Linked DNA regions of Mus musculus: region 1 is linked to region 2. Evidence: chromatin contacts called from public HiCAR-type data. All regions are on one chromosome and are shown on one strand. The core of a region is the stretch at or near the end of the contact, and the rest is flanking DNA. Distances in the headings are between cores, read along the strand shown.

Evidence for each region. HiCAR-type assays count read pairs that join an accessible place to other places.
Region 1: a contact with region 2 is called in a HiCAR-type map of kidney, with 2.2 times the contacts expected there. The contact joins two enhancer-like sites. A contact is called at or near these places in 2 of 39 promoter capture datasets (the 3T3-L1 cell line and liver), 2 of 15 datasets of contacts at CTCF or cohesin (the NIH/3T3 cell line and large pre-B cells), 12 of 484 Hi-C or Micro-C datasets (B cells, Sertoli cells, bone marrow-derived dendritic cells and 6 more), 8 of 115 datasets of contacts at active chromatin or transcription factors (embryonic stem cells, fetal liver, fibro-adipogenic progenitors and 2 more) and 4 of 9 other capture datasets (adipose tissue, embryonic stem cells, liver and 1 more).

The regions. Positions count from the first base shown.
Region 1 is chr10:69,303,365-69,308,497 of GRCm38.p6, forward strand. No RefSeq gene overlaps it. Among named protein-coding and RNA genes, the nearest start is that of Gm40685, 6.1 kb to the right of the region's middle. Within about 2 kb of position 3,472, at least 45 of the 459 cell types and tissues checked have an H3K27ac peak or open chromatin away from gene starts, as enhancers often do. A contact at or near this core is called in kidney, liver and pancreatic islet, where this site is marked.
Region 2 is chr10:69,159,440-69,164,133 of GRCm38.p6, forward strand. It overlaps a transcript of Rhobtb1 not described here. Among named protein-coding and RNA genes, the nearest start is that of Gm33263, 10 kb to the left of the region's middle. Within about 2 kb of position 1,607, at least 15 of the 459 cell types and tissues checked have an H3K27ac peak or open chromatin away from gene starts, as enhancers often do. A contact at or near this core is called in kidney, liver and pancreatic islet, where this site is marked.

The DNA of each region.
Region 1 (5,133 bases), core at 2,222-4,721, 150 kb after region 2:
ATATGGAAATTGATGAAATAAGACCCAGCCCTGTTTCATCCAACACCTCTCCCATTTCCATCAATGACAGGAGTGGATTTTCAGTTCAGGCCAGTGCCTTATGTGAATGACCCTCTCCCAAGCCTGTGGGTGTCTGCCCACATTTCCTTGTCTTCAAAGCATCCATGCAGTGACCAGGAGTCTCGTCTTACAGTTAGAGGCAGCCTTGAAGACCTCTAATTAGCCATTCCTCGGCCTCTTTGTCTATTTTATCATCAGAACAGAAAGCAGCTACCCACGTCTCTTTCCCAGAAATCATCTCTTCCGGGTAAGCTCAGTGTTCTACCTTAACCCAGCCCTCAGGCCTGGCAGAGACTCCAGCCACAGGTTCTGTTTTCTCCCTGACCCCCATAGGGCTGTTTGGAAATGTAGAGTTTGTGGGTAGAGGAAGCAGTGGACAGAGAGCCAGTATAAAGACTGCGAGGAGGAAGGGTCTTTATTTGCACTGGGTGACCTTGTGGGTCATAGACCTCCCTTTTTTTTTGTTAGCCCCTTGACCTGATGATCTCACAAAGGTCCAAGCATCATTCACAGGGAAGCTCCATCTGAAGGAAGCAGACATTAAGTTCACACAACAGCTCTCTTCACGATGCTGTCCTAGAGTAGACCATGGTAGAGCCCTCTCTCACCCTGCTCCTTGCCTCCTCCTAGAGTATCAGTTGACCTGGGGATTCTCAGCCCCTCCTCTGCCTGGAGGAAGCACAAGGAGAGCCAGATGCACTGTCTAGGTCAAAGTTACAAGAAGGGCTGTAGAGATGACTTGGCCGTTAGGAGCACTGACTGCTGTTCTGAAGGTCTCAGTTCAAATCCCAGCAACCACATGGTGACTCATAACCATCCATAACGAGATCTGACGCCCTCTTCTGGTGTGCCTGAAGACAGGTACAGTGTACTTACATATAATAAGTAAATAAATCCTTAAAGAAAACAAGCAACATTCAGGCAGCCAACCGTTTGGTGGAGCAGGCAAAGTATGAGCCAGGGTGGCAAGTAGGGGATTGGAAGGGTAAGATGTGTGTGTGTGGGGGGGGGGGGGTAGCAAGCTGACTCTTAGCCATTCCCCTAGCACAAAGCATCCTTTGTTCCTCTCTTTCCAAGAGTCCAGAACTGTCCTGACAGCCCTCCTACCTGGAATACCTTCATACTAGCACTGTGGGTAATTACCCAAGAACACTGGGTGATTTTGATCGTCAAATTGATTGGCTCAAGCAACAGAACCACCTGGGGGTTAATGAAGCACACTTCTGGGGGTGTCCGAGAGGGGTCCTGAGGGCTCTGGACTAGAGAATGGATTGATCCCGGATGTTTGGAGGTAATGTTGAGATGTGTGAAAAGAACTGAGGGTCAGGCAGAAGTAAGTCACTAGGGGCATGGCCTTGGGGCCTGCACACATTCTCCTTGCTTGCTATCCATCACCTCAGGCTCCTACCATCAGGATGCTCTACAGAGCCCAAGAGATCAAGCTACCATGGGCTTGACCCCGGAACCCATGAAAAAAGCAAGTCCTTTGTCCCTTGACTTGAGTCCCGTACTGAATCACAATGAGTAAAATAACAGGCAAGGCCCATGCATTAGTAAGTGTAGTGGTTTGACTAGGCTTGGCCCAAGGAGGGGCACTGTTTGGAGGTGTGGCCTTGTTGGAGTGGGTGTAGCCTGATGAAATGGGCGTGGCCTGTTGGTGGAAGTGTATCTCTGTGGGCATGGGCTTTAAGACCCTCATCCTAGCTGCCTGAAAGCCAGTATTCTCCTAGCAACCTGCAGATGAAGATGTAGAATAGAACTCTCAGCTCCTCCTGTACCATGCCTGCCTGGATGATAATAAACTGAACCTCTGAACCTGTAAGCCAGCCCCAAGTAAATGTTGTTTTTATAAGCATTACCTCGGTCATAGTGTCTGGTCACAGCTGTAAAATCCTAACTAAGACAGAAAGTGGCTGAGTTAGGATTAGAAATCAAGTCTGTCTAAAAACTAAAACTCACTCTCAAGCTTTGTGTTAGAGAGAGCAGACCCAGGGAGACTCTCTAACTCAAAGGATTAGTATCAAGGTGGGGCCCTGAACTAACTTAGGGACTTGTCCCCACCACCACCACCACGTGCCCCCTGCATTGACTTCCAAGGATCCCAAGATCCATATAAAATATAGACTTCCCCTCCCCCACCCCCAGGCTAGACAGAGCCAGCTCAGGGCTTCTGAGTTCAAGGCTAGTTTCTTTGGCTTGTGTCACACAATTTCAGGTATTTCTGAGTGCAATCTACCCTGGTGCCCTTCTCCTTACTGATAAGCACTCCTCTTGTCAACTGGAATCCTTTGCCTACATGCCTTCCCTCTCACCTCCAAAGCCTCTTATCGCTGTACGCAGAGGCTCTGCGTTAGGTTTCAGGGTCCTTTTAACAGAGGGTGCATCGAATTACCACCCTGACGGCTGGCTAAAGTTTAACCCGGGATGGGATTCTGGAGTCATCCAAAGTTCACTGCATCTGCAGTTACCAGGAGATGAGCCTTAAGTCAGGCCCACATGGGCTTGGCAGATTTGGAGAGTTCCCACACGCCAGTTGGTGTTGGATATTTCTTTACTCACCCATTTTGAAGGCTGTTTGAAAGAGGTTAACTACAGAAAACCTCCTGCCTTGCCCTCCAGTGTCTGGGTTGTAAATGCAAAAATTAGAATAGCGGAAGGGACCTTCATCCTGGAACCCGCCACTCACTTGGGTTATCAATTTGAGCCTGTAGGACACAGAACAGGCTGGGGGCTCAGAGATCAGGATCAGAGGCAGAGAGATCAAAGCCGTCCATCACGGTGACCGAGGGTGGGAGAAAGTTACTCAGGCTCCTCCTCCCGGATACAATCCTGAGCCTGTAAATCTGGTTGCTCACAGCTTTTCGGCCTGGGACACAGAAACAAATAGGGAAACGTAGACAAGATGTGTGCTCATGATATCCGAATAAGCAGTTTAAGCCGAAGGTCCGATCGTGCTATTATACCCTCCAGCCACGAGGCGGCGCCACAGAGCCCGCAGGCACCAGTAGTAAAAAGAAAATGTGAGCTAAGTGGGGCCTGGCTTCTCTGTTTTGGGTGCAGTTTGGTACACCGAGTTCAGAAAGAGGCCTCACAGCAATGCAGCATGGAGCCCAGCTTCAGAGACCTGTATCTTCCCTGGATAAAATGTAGTAGAGTTCGTTTGATACCACCTCTTACAGAGCATCTCTCCTGGGCTGAGTCAGTTTCCTTCACCCAAAGACACTTGGATTTGGCTTTGTATAACGGTCCCAGGCTCCAGGCACAATGAGCAAGAGAGAAGCTGGTCTCATTTCCACCCAAAACCACGCTGTGTGAATTATGAGGTCATCAAAGCATGTAGCATAGAGTGAGATAACCCAGGCTCCCAGTTGAGATGGATAAGCAGCTCGACTAGGTCTGTGGGATGTTAGTCAGGGGCGTTCGAACCCTGCCTTACTAGGGGCAGAAAGAAGGTCCAGTCACGGCCCCAGGCATCACACTATCCCTGTCCCTAGGGACTACTGGGAAGTAAGCTATGAAAGCCAGACCGTGATGACTTTGAGTCTTCCAAAAAATGGTCACTAAAGGTCACAGCCTCTGTCCTCGTTTCTGATCGTTTCTGAGGAAGCAAGATGTCACTCCCTCTAAACCTTTCAAAATTAGAGTCACCCAAGGAATGTTGAAAACTACAGATTCCCCAAGTCAGAATCATTGACGAGAAGGGGCGGCCCAGGAGTCTGTGGTATTTTCTTTTTAAGAAAAACTGTTTACACAAGTAATCTACCTGCAGGAAAGTCCCTCCTTAAGTAATCCTGAAGGTCCTTCTCCCTGCAAGCCCCTTGGCTAGCTGAGATCACTGTCCCCTGAGAAGCCACACTCAAGGACTCCCTTGGTGTCTGTGGAGTCCTTGTCGCCCCCTGCTGGTATGAGAGCAGATCTGCCAGAGTCGCCTTGCCTTCTTGGGAATCACAAGAGGGAAAGCTTTTTCCAGGGTTGTCTGCACTCTCTGATGTTCATTCCAGTGTTCTCGGTGCACTGCAGCTTTGATGCCACTGGCTTGCATGCCTGAGCGCTTCTGTTTATTTACTGAGGAGTCTGCCCTGGTTTGGGCATCACACGGGGCTAGGGAGTGCGGGATACTGGGTCCCCCTGCTATGTTTCCTTGGAAAGCAAGACATTCCATAACCGAGCAGTGGTAGCACACACCTTTATTCCCAGCATTTGGAAGGCAGAGGCAGGTGGATTTCTGAGTTTGAGGCCAGCCTGGTCTACAGAGTGAGTTCCAGGACAGCCAGGGCTACACAGAGAAACCCTGTCTGGGAAAAAAACAAAAACAAAAGAAACAACAACAACAAAAAGATGTTCCAAGATGAGTTTCGAGAGGAACCCATAGCAAATGGAGACACTCTTCCACACATTCCCAGAAGACCATCAGCTCCCAACACTGGGGAGTAACACTCCACAGACTATTGGTCAAGTCTGCTCTGGTCAGCTCCCAACTCTGGAAATACTCACTGTGGGTCAGAAATGGAATCTGTTTAGGCCTTGAAGCCTCTGCAATGAGTGCCTCTCCCCAGGGACTTTATTTACTCAAAAACATGTGGGGTGTCCTGGAAAGGAGGTGGGTTTTGCAATAAAATACACAAGTCCAATCCCCAGTCCAAGGCAACATTTAAAAGTTACTTAAAATATTGAAATTTTTGTGTGTGTAACTTTTTCTAGTTTCTCAATTGCATAGTTCTTCTTTTTTTAAATTTTTTTATTATATGTAAGTACACGGAAGCTGTCTTCAGACACACCAGAAGAAGGCATCAGATCTCATTACAGATGGTTGTGAGCCACCATGTGGTTGCTGGGATTGGAACTCAGGACCTTCGGAAGAGCAATCAGTGCTCTTAACCACTGAGCCATCTCTCCAGCCCCCAACTCCATAGTTCTTGAGTGTGAACTTTGTAACCAAAAGTGTCCTGGTGTGGAAGCAAAAGGTTGGCTATGCCTGTGTGTCTACTGAGCCTGAGAAAGAGCATCTAGTGACCTTCCAGCTGGCCAGATGGAGTGAAAACTTACATGATAGGGTGCCTGTCACCATCATGA
Region 2 (4,694 bases), core at 357-2,856:
CCTATATAAAACTTAATAGCGATGGTTTCCTAAAAAGATACAAGTTTCTCTCTTGCTGGAATCACCCTAAGGAAGCATTTTCTCTCACTTAGAGAAAGCACTTGTGTTACCATTTGTATAAATTTTTAATACTGAATAAAATATTAGTGTTTAGCTTAATATTGATTCTAAGCATAATATCCCTCCGTAATGGCACACTAATTGGTTAAAATTAAATCAGACAGATTCAAGAACCCTGAGACTGTACCAAGTTACACTTGTAATTTTTTTTCATTAGTTTCCAAAATTCCAATTAAAATGGAATTAATCTGTTGAATAAAAGATCATGGGACCCGTACAAGCTCTGTGTGATGTGTCATGTAAGGCCACTTCTTGCCACTCCTCCATCTTCACTGTGGAATACAGGAGGGGAGTGGGGGAGGGGGAGGGGAAAGGAGCAATGAAATTAATATGTGAATTTCATGCAAAGAGTAAGAGTCCTTGAAGTGGAGGAAGTCCAAATACATTGAGCAATCCATACGCATCGGGGTGGTATACCCACAGGGAGGTGTATGCATACATGGAGGTAGTCTCCTGAATTATGGTAGCCTGATGCATTGGGGTTGTCTACATGCATTGAGGCAGGATACATACTTTGAGGTGGGCAACATGCATAAATGCTATATGTGTGCATTAAGGTGATCTACTATGTGCAAGCAACCCTCGTGCACTGCCGTGGTCTTCTGCATTGAAATCATCTGCATGCCTTAAGATGGTCTACAGCCATTGAGCCTGTTAGCTTACCATCATGGTAGCTTAGACATCTTCCTTTGACTTCACAGAGCCAATGATCCCTTCAATAATGTTAGGTCAATAGCACTACCTCCTAAAGGCCTGTAGAAGCCAAACAGTTCTCAGTGAGTGGGTTGTCTTTGCCCCCACAGCAATACTTTATAAGGACAAGAATCTTGGCTGTGGCCATTAGCGGATATACAGCAGGTGGCTAGTGAGTGCAAGTTTCGGATACTGCTGACTATCCTTAGATGCTGTCTAAGCTAGAGTTTTACTTCTGTGAGCAGACACCATGACCAAGGCAACTCTTATAAGGACATTTAATTGGGGCTGGCTTACAGGTTCAGAGTTTCAGTCCATTCTCATCAAGGTGGGAACATGGCAGCATCCAGGCAGGCATGGTGCAGGAGGAGCTGAGAGTTCTACATCCTCATCTGAAGGCCACTAGGAGAAGAGTGGCTTCCAGGCAGCTTGGACGAGGGTCTGAAAGCCCACACCCACAGTAGCACACCTACTCAAACAAGGTCACATGTTCTAATAGTACCACTCCCTGGGCCAACCATATACAAACCATCACAGACACGCAGGACAGGCCCCCACAACAAAGCCTCTTCAGCTCTAGAGGTCAAGGTAACAAGGCTGAGAAAGGCTTAGTGAAAGACATGCATGGAATAAGCTTGGTACCTGGCACAATCCCTCATAAAAATACCAGGACAGGCCAATGCTCTTGTTCCTGTGATGGAGTTAAGAAGGAAGAGACTCATACACAGGTGTTACCCTGAACACTGCAAACACGGTAGCCAGCCCTCTCAGGGACATTGTGCTGACTAGCCAAGCACCTGATTTGGGTGACCTGTTTTTAGGTGCTGACCTACTTAATGCCTAACCACTCTAGGTCTAAGGATAGATGGTATCAAAGTTCAGCATCTGTCATGTGACGTCTGTGTTCTCAGAAGTGAGGAAGGAACAAGAAAAGACAGAGCAATCCTTTGTGGTGCATTTTAACTCCTGCTACTATGAGGAGCCTTCTGGTTGCCTTGCCTTTGCTTTGGAAAACAGAGTTGGGTCTGGACAAATGAAGTTCTGTAGAGTTGCTTTATGCCTGGTGTAAGGGCTCATTACATTAGCTACATGAGACATGACTGTGACAATCTCAAAACAAGTTGAATAAAGCACACACACAAACACACACATTTGACTTGATGTTAAGTTATCTTAAGTAGAGAAGATTCTTTTTTAACAAGAATTCAGGGTTGGCCGGGCAGTGGTGGCGCACGCCTTTAATCCCAGCACTTGGGAGGCAGAGGCAGGTGGATTTCTGAGTTAGAGGCCAGCCTGGTCTACAAAGTGAATTCACGGACAGCCAGGGCTATACAGAGAAACCCTGCCTCAGGGGGGAAAAAAAAAAGAAGAAGAAGAATTCAGGGTCAAAAGACCTGAGCTTGCAGTTCAAGGTTGGGACCAACATGCTCCAGGACTTTGAATAATTTATGTAACTTTTCCGAGCTGTTTTCTTGCCCGTTTAATGAGTACATCACCACCTCACAGGAGTGTTGGGAGAACTAAATGAGACATAAAGCATTTGGCAGATGTTAAGCAGTTAATAAAAGATAATGGTCTTTGGTTCCATCTCTTTTTTTTTTTTTCTTTGACTCAAAAGCAATCCTGGGTATCTTGCATTAATATGGTGGCTGTGACGACCTTCAGTTGTCCTTGTAGAGCACTTCTGTGGTGCCTAGAGACATTTGTTTATGCAGATATAAGCTCAAGCAGCATCCCTCCCACTCGCGATTAGTCCCAGCACTGGAGAGACCGAGACAGTCTGGTCTCTGTGAGTTCAAGACCAGCAGGGTCTACATAACGAATTCAGGATAGCCAGAGCTATAGAGTGAGACCCTGTCTTGAAAACAAACCAAAACATTTGACTCATTTCACTTAAGATGACCTGGAAATGAAATGCCAGTCACGCCGGCACACACCCAGATGCCACCACTCAAGAGACTGAGGAAGAAGTTTGAAACCAGTCTTGGGAACTTAGGGAGACATTGCCTGTCTCTAATTTTTTTTTTTATTTAAGGGAGGAGGTAAGAGAAGAGGAGTAAGAAAACATACTAAATATCTAATTTCCCAGCGAGAATTTTTATAAGAAAAAAAAAGGTGAATTTCCAAAATTAAAGAAAAATGATGTGCCTCTCTTTATGGCATATCTAATATAGCTAATAATCCCTTTCTTAATTAGCCATGTAATTATAACTCAACAGAAAATTTCCCTGATGAATGTAGTAACCTACTTCGGAGAGGGAAGCGGCACCCAGTAGCCACTCCTACCTAGAACTTTGACTCTTTCTCAGCCCCCATTTATTCTCAACCTGGACACCCTCAGGAGAGAGAAGGTGCAATCTAATGGTTCCAAGGACTGGGTGCAGGCGGGCTAAATTCATCTGTCTCGGGTGTGTTCAGTTTCCTGTTTCCTTTATTCCTTGAAGAATATCCACTCCTTTTCTGTTCCTGCCGCCAGTGTGCTTTAAGTGTGAAACTAAAAACAAGTCTAAGGCAAATTCTGTCTCTTTGCCCAGGAGCAAGGCTCCTTCATTGTCCCTCCTTTCCAGCTTGCCAAAAATACAAAGGCGTTTATTTCCACCACATCCTACACAAGATTAGGGAAAGGATGTGTGTGTGTGTAGTGTGTGTGCATGTGTGGCGTGTATGGGGTGTGTGTGTGATATGTGGTGTGTGGTGTGTGTGTGTGTGTGTGTGTGTGTGTGTGTGTGTGTGTGTGTAGTGTGTGTGTGTAGTGTGTATGCATGTGTGGCGTGTATGGTGTGTGTGTGTGTGTGTGTGTGTGTGATATGTGATGTGTGTGTGTGTGTGTGTGTGTGTAGTGTGTGTGTGTGTGTAGTGTGTGTGTACTTGAAATTCCCAAGCATGAATGGTGTTTTTATTTCTATTTCTTTGGTTAGCTTTTGTTTGGTATTTTGTTTTTCTTTTGAGGCAGTCTTTTGTAGCCTAGGCTGGCCTCAAACTCATTTTGCAGTTAGAATTGCCTTGAACTTGTCATTTTCCTGCCTCCACGTCCCTAGTGTACCACCACGCCCAGTTTTATGCAGTGGTGATGACTGAGCCCAAGGCTTCCAGAATGTTACCCAAGCGTTCTCCCTACACGCCCACCTCTCCAGCCAAAGAGCACATTTTGTTTGGTTGGTTGGTTTGCTTTGCTTTGCTTTTGCTTTTACATCACATGTTTTATCCTTAGTTAAAAATGCACTCAAACATGACAGTTGGCACTGTAGCAAGGCATTGATACTGAATTCTCATGGTGTGGCAAGTTCTACACACTCTTGTACCATTACAATATTTGGATGTGTTTGCACCGCATTGCAAACTCTTATCTGTCATCCAGTTCTGGATCAGATCCATTCAATGTGGGCAGACATAATTATGCGGTTTAATTCATTTAAACGGACATATTTGCCCCCTCCCCCCATCTTTCTCACGGCAATAGTGGCTGTTCACCATCTTGCTATTACTCCAGATCTTCCAACAGTTCTCTGCATCATGCAGAGTCAAAGGCTCTGGCCTCCTAGACCACATTTCCCTCTCTCTCTCTCCTCCCCAATTTTAGTCTGTCCCAGACCCTCTGCGTCTTTTAAGTTCAGCCTGCCTCAGGGCCTTTGCACGTTCACTTACTGTTCTCCAGTATGACTTGATCGCATATAGCTGTCCTCAGCTTCTAGTCTCTGTTCAAACGTTGTTACACATACCGCCACCCCCTGCTTTTTTTCCTTCCCAGTTTACTCCTCTACATGACTTATGTCTCCCTCAGATAAATTTCACATTTAACTCCCTTTTCCTTTTTGGCACATGAACTACGAGAGGGTAGGGATTGCTGTTGGTTTTACCTACTGGTATCCCAAGTGCTGCAC